2 separate regions of the Anas platyrhynchos genome follow, and region 1 is linked to region 2. A link is a contact called in public Hi-C data. All regions are on one chromosome and are shown on one strand. Each heading gives the region's core, a stretch centred on a gene start, on an enhancer-like site or on the middle of the called end of the contact. The rest is flanking DNA. Distances are from core to core; before and after follow the strand shown.

Region 1 (2,700 bases), core at 45-2,544, 50 kb after region 2:
GCAGCAGTTCCCCCTAGTTTATCGTCCCGCTGAGTTGTTTGGGAAACGTTAGCTAAGCCCCAGCCGCACGCTCTGAGATAAGTTCTTACAAATAGTTCACAGATTCTTTGTAAAAAAAAAAAACACAAAACAAAACATGAGATTACTTTAAACCCAACAAAAAATATATATATTTCCACCAGGGAGAAATATAAACAGGCGGTAGCCCAAAAACATGTTCCTGGGGTATTTAATGGAGACTGGCTTGTGAGCACGGAATGGAGCGGGGCTGCAAGTTAACACACACTCATCTCTCCTGTTTGGTAGTTGTTAGTGAAGCAAATAGCATGAAAATTACAGCCAGAACCGTGGAGGTAGAGCAAGCTAACAGGGAGAGGGCTGCAGAAACTGATGCTCTCCTCCCTTGGCTTCACGCAGACAGACTCAGTCTGTAAATTGGGGGATGATTTTCTAACTGCTGAGGCAATTAGGAAGGTCCCATTGTGTCCTGATTCCTGTCCTTCCTCTGCGGCGTTCTCCTCGGGTGACCCTGGTGGGATGTGGCCAGGGGAAGATGCAGCTTCACTTTGGGCTTTCCTTACCCCGGCTTCCCAGCCACGGGGCTGGGATGCTCTTGCCTGCTTCAAAAAGTGGTCGTGTGGGTGAGTCAAAGACTGTTTGAGGCACAGAGATTTGGCTAAAGGGGAAACTTGCCTTATTTACCCATGGACAAAAGGAGATGTCACTCCCTGTTCTGCCGGGATGTCCCTGGGACAGCCAGGTCACAGCAGCAGGGCTGTGCCAGGACGGGCACTCCTCGGCCACCAGGGACACCACGGCCCTGCAGCCGTGGCTTTTGCATGCTCCAAACCCTACAATCGTAATCTGATTTATATTTACTCAAAATACCTTGATGCAAACAGGCTATACCTATTAACTTAGCGCTCCCACACCGGAATTATTATTTATTTAAGTATCTATAGCTGCTCCTCCCTGCTGCGGGGATGTGTCCGTGCCCCACCAGGTCTCTCTCCAGCAGGTTCCCACATCTTCCACGGCATCACACAATCACCTAGGCTGGAAGGGACCTCCACGATCACCTAGTCCAACCTCTGAGCTAACAAATCTTCAGCCCTGGCTGCCCAGCACGGGCGAGGGAGCTGGGGAAGGAGCAGGTGAGTGCTGCTCAGTCTGTAATCATCCCCTCGAGGCTCGGGCTGGCTGCGAGAAAGCTTCCCTTTGCTCTCCAGCCGGTTCCCCATATCGGGCGAGCGAAAGAAGCAGTTCCTGCTGGAAAGCAGACAAAGAGTCTGCTCGATTTCCTAACAGCGGAGGCTGCATGCCAGAATCTGCCCGGCCGGTCATATAATACCCAGCCTCGGTTGCGAAAGGCTTCTCACTTTTGTTGCTGGTGCCGGACGAACAGCTTTGCAGGCGTCTCTGTGGAGGGAGGGCTCCTGCTCCCGAATTTCTGCGTCCCGCTGGGCGATGGGTGCTAAATGTCTTGGTGAAAATAAACCCGAGGGGCTGTTCCTGGGAGTGCAGGGGGTACCAGGGGGATGGGGAGGGCACGGGGTGCAGGGCGTTCATCCCCCAATTCCTTCCTCTGCTGAGGGAAGGGAGTCCTTGCAAAGGGATGTCTCATGGGATGGGTATGCAGCGGTGCTTGAGGGGGCAAAGAGGCCCCAAAATTTCAGCTGGGCTTCGCCACAGAGAACTGGTCATCTCCCTCTGAATGGCAAGGGGCTCGCATGCAGCTGGTGCAGAGCACCAGGAGCCAGCCACGCTCCCCAGCCACATAAACCACGGGCTCATCACCCGCTTTCTCCAGAGCCAGCTGGAGCTGCAGGGAGGCTGAAGCGCTTACACAGCACTCCCACGCCACGAGCAGGATGGAGAACCTGCCCTGCAGTCCCTGCTTATCGCCAAACCACGCGGGCTGGATCGTGCTCTGCAGCTCTGCCCACCAGGAAGGGCAGGGGGAGCAGCCAAACACATACAGAGCCCCCCACGGCCACAGCACCATTCCTCCTGCAAGGCACAGAGCTAATTAGAGCCGCCCAAAGCAGCTGCTGGGGGGCTCACGGCACCGCTGGGGTAGGGGTCCAGGTCTGGCAGCCCCCTCCTGGAAGCCCCACGTCCTGCTGGATGGATCCTCCTGGCAGCAAAAGCCTCCGCAAATTAGGGGCTGCGCTTCCCGGGCTCTCTGCAGAAGGACATCAATGCAGAAAATGCAGAGCACAAATGAGGGTGTGGGGGATGAGTAATTAGAGAACACCCTCCCAGCAAGGCCAGTTGCAGGATTTCTACAATCTGCTTCCATCACAAGTATCAGTTCCCTCATCCTGGCCACCGGTGTCAGCCGGGCTGACCCTGCACCCCCCAACAAACTGTGCCAGTGCCAATTTATGGGGCACCAAATGCCATGCAGGGCATGCCCTGAGCTAGGCACGTCAGGGGAGTCCAGAATCTGGTGAAAAACCAAGTGAGAACTTGGAAACAGAAGACCTTTTGGAGGCCACTGTCACAAGCAGCATCTGCTCTGCTGAGCCATTTGATGCTGAGGTTGACCAAAGGTGAGATGTGTTTGGGGAACCTTTCCCCTGTGGAGCTGATGGGGGGGTGCAGAAGCCTGTCTCATGAGACCCTTCTCACCCAACTCTTTGCCATCCAGCTTTGAGCTGTCCCACTGGAAATGGTCTTTGTCCCCATATGGCCTTC
Region 2 (2,700 bases), core at 150-2,649:
TTCCTCACCCCAACTTGTGTTTTAGAGGCCAGCAAATGAGGTCCTTCCCCTCCACAATATTTTCTTATTATTTATCATAAAAGCGAGCAGATTTTAGGCCTGGGTAGCTATAATTTTGTTACTATTTAGTAAGGCTGCCCCCCAAAATCCAGACCCTTTCTAACTGGTTTAGATCCAGATTCTGCAAATGCCACGAGCGACTGCAGGCCCCCTTGGAGTCTCACTGGCCTTTGGGGGCAGGACCCGGCTCTACAATTATCCCCGTGCTCCTGCCTGCACCAAAGGCAGGCCTCCAGCAGCGGCAGCCCTGGGAATACCCTGCCTGCACGGCACACGGAGCTCCTTCTGCGTCCCCGGTGCTTGATGTCTGTTGTCTTGTTTGGTTGGGCACAATTGTTTTAGAATTGGATTTGCTTGCAGCAGCCGTGATTTAAGAGTCTCGGCTCCTACTTCCAGCGCAGCGACTGACTTACTGCGTGACCTGAAGCAACTCATCCACCAGGGTTTATTACCCGAAAAGGGAGCTCCTTGCTCCCTTTTCGCTGGGGCTGGGGGCTCGTGGTGCGGGGCACTGCGAGGCCCAGCTGGGCTCCCCGGCTCCCCGCCACCAGGGCAGGGTGGTGCGAGCCTCGCAGCCTCTTGGTGTCTCAGTTTCCCCATCCTGGGCAGGTTCCTGCAGGCAGAATCAGGATGGGGGCTCTGTGGAGCACCCCTGGCTGCCAGAAACGCCTCCTGCAAGCCATCCCCGTGGCAGGAATCATCAGCGTGCTCCGTGCTACGAATTCCTGCCCCTCATTTTGTGGGAATTGGAACATACCCACTACGAAATACTTTCCCTTCCTCTGGTGGCAGGTGCTGTAAAAGTGCAAAGCATTACGAGCATTATTGCTTTTCGTGCTGTGCCCCCTTCCGATGCCCAGGATCAGAGATGTAAATATATAAATATATATATATATATATATATATTTTTTTTTTTTTTATGGCTTGCTTTTCACGCTCCAACGTTTACAGCGTCTGGGGCACACCCATCCTGCGGGGGCTCCCCCAGGCTGTGTGCCGAGAGGCGTCGGAGGGTGGGGGGCTGCTGCAGCGCGACCCCACAGGGACCCCCAAATTCCCGATGCGAGGAGGGGAGGGGGGCAGCATCATCCTAGAGTCACAGCGGCGGCAGGGGGGGGGCGCGACACAGCCACAACCTTTCGGCAACCCGAGCCGCCGCTTGCGCAAGGCGGTCGGAGATAAATATATATATATATATATATATAAATATATAATTTTTTTTTTTTTTCCTCTCCCGGAGCGACACGGTGTCTAGACGCCCACGTGATGGGGCCGGGGCCGGGCCGTGCCGGGCCGGGGCCGTGCCGCTGCGCACTGCGAAGGCGCCGGAGGGGGGGGGAACCGGGGGGGCGGGCGCGGCCGAGGGCGCAGGCACCGCCGCTCCCGGCTCCTCCGCTCCGCTCCGCTCCGCCGCGCCCGGCTCCGCGCCGCCGGGGCTCCCCCGCAGCAAAGGAAGACGGAGGCGCTGGTGCGGGGAGGGCGCCTCTTTGCAGCCAGCGGAGGGAAGAGGAAAAAAAGGAGGAGGAGGAAAAAAAAAAAAAAAAAAAAGCAGGAGGAGGAGGAGGAGGAGAAGGAGGAGGGGAAGGAAGGAAGGAGGAGAGAGGAGGAAAAAAAAAAATAAAAAAGGATAATAATAATAATAATAATAAAAAAAGAGAGCCAGACGCGGCGGCAGCACGGAGAGGGTCCCCATGTAAGCACGGCGCCGGGGGAGGCGGCGGGTGGCGGCGGCCCCCCCGGTGCCCGCGGAGGGGAGCGGAGGGGAGCGGGGGGCGGGCAGCGCCGCCCGGCTCTCGCCGCCGGCAGCACGCTGCTGGGGAAGGAGGGACACAGCCCCACTTTTTTTTTTTTTTTTTCTTCTTTCTTTCTTTTCGTAGCAGCCGGATCAAGACTCTGCGTGTGCGTGTGGATTAAAACCTTCGGGAAGAAGGAGGAGGAAGACCCCAAAACCCCGCATCAGGACGACCTGGGCTTTCAAAAGGGATACAACACTCTGGATGCGCTTATTCTTCTCTTTTGTGACAGATGCTTAAATCGATTCCGACGGCCGAATCTTAGGGTCGGTGGTTGTTTTTTTATTTTTATTTTTTATTTTTTTTCCTTTTTTTTTTATTTTTATTTTTTTTGATCTCCACCGTCTGGGCTCGCTGTTTTCTTCCTAATTCCTTCGTTCTGCATCCCCGCCGCCCCCCAACCTTTCCCAAGCTGGCGGCTTGATGGGAGCCGCGGCCCCGGGGAGGCCGAGGATCCCCCGCGGCTCCAGGCTCGCTCCGCAGCCGCGCAGGGCTGCTCGGCGCCGGCCAGCCCAGCCCGCCTCCCCCCGCGCGATGCGCCGCGGCGCCGCGCTCTAAGGCGGCATTTTCGCCCTCTTCGCTTTTTTTCTCCGGGGGGCGAAGCGAGGCAGAGAGGCGGCTCCCCCCTCCCCCGGCTCCCTCGCTCTTCCTCCGCTTTCTGCCCCCTTTTCCTCGCACCCTTCGCGGCGGGCGGCGGAGGAAGCCAGCGCGGAGCCTGGCGCATGCCACAGCCCTCCTCGGCCCCGCCGCCGCCGCCGCCGCCGCCGCTTTCCCCCCGCCGCGACCCGGCTGCCGGCCCCTTCATGCGCGGCGGCCGACATGCCCGTTTTGTAGCCGGGGGCCCCTC

What was found. A called contact is a pair of places that touch in the nucleus more often than the background predicts.
Region 1: a contact with region 2 is called in a Hi-C map of small yellow follicle, with 2.6 times the contacts expected there. The contact joins the enhancer-like site here to the promoter of SMAD7 in region 2. A contact is called at or near these places in 3 of 8 Hi-C or Micro-C datasets (liver, small yellow follicle and subcutaneous adipose tissue).

Annotation. Positions count from the first base shown.
Region 1 is chrZ:2,399,372-2,402,071 of IASCAAS_PekinDuck_T2T, forward strand. All of the region lies in intron 9 of CTIF (cap binding complex dependent translation initiation factor), which reads right to left. Among named protein-coding and RNA genes, the nearest start is that of SMAD7, 50 kb to the left of the region's middle. Within about 2 kb of position 1,295, at least 1 of the 8 cell types and tissues checked has an H3K27ac peak or open chromatin away from gene starts, as enhancers often do.
Region 2 is chrZ:2,349,539-2,352,238 of IASCAAS_PekinDuck_T2T, forward strand. It overlaps SMAD7 (SMAD family member 7), which reads left to right and starts at 1,400. Exons shown (of 4, transcript XM_038169927.2): 1 at 1,400-1,753; 2 at 1,938-2,700.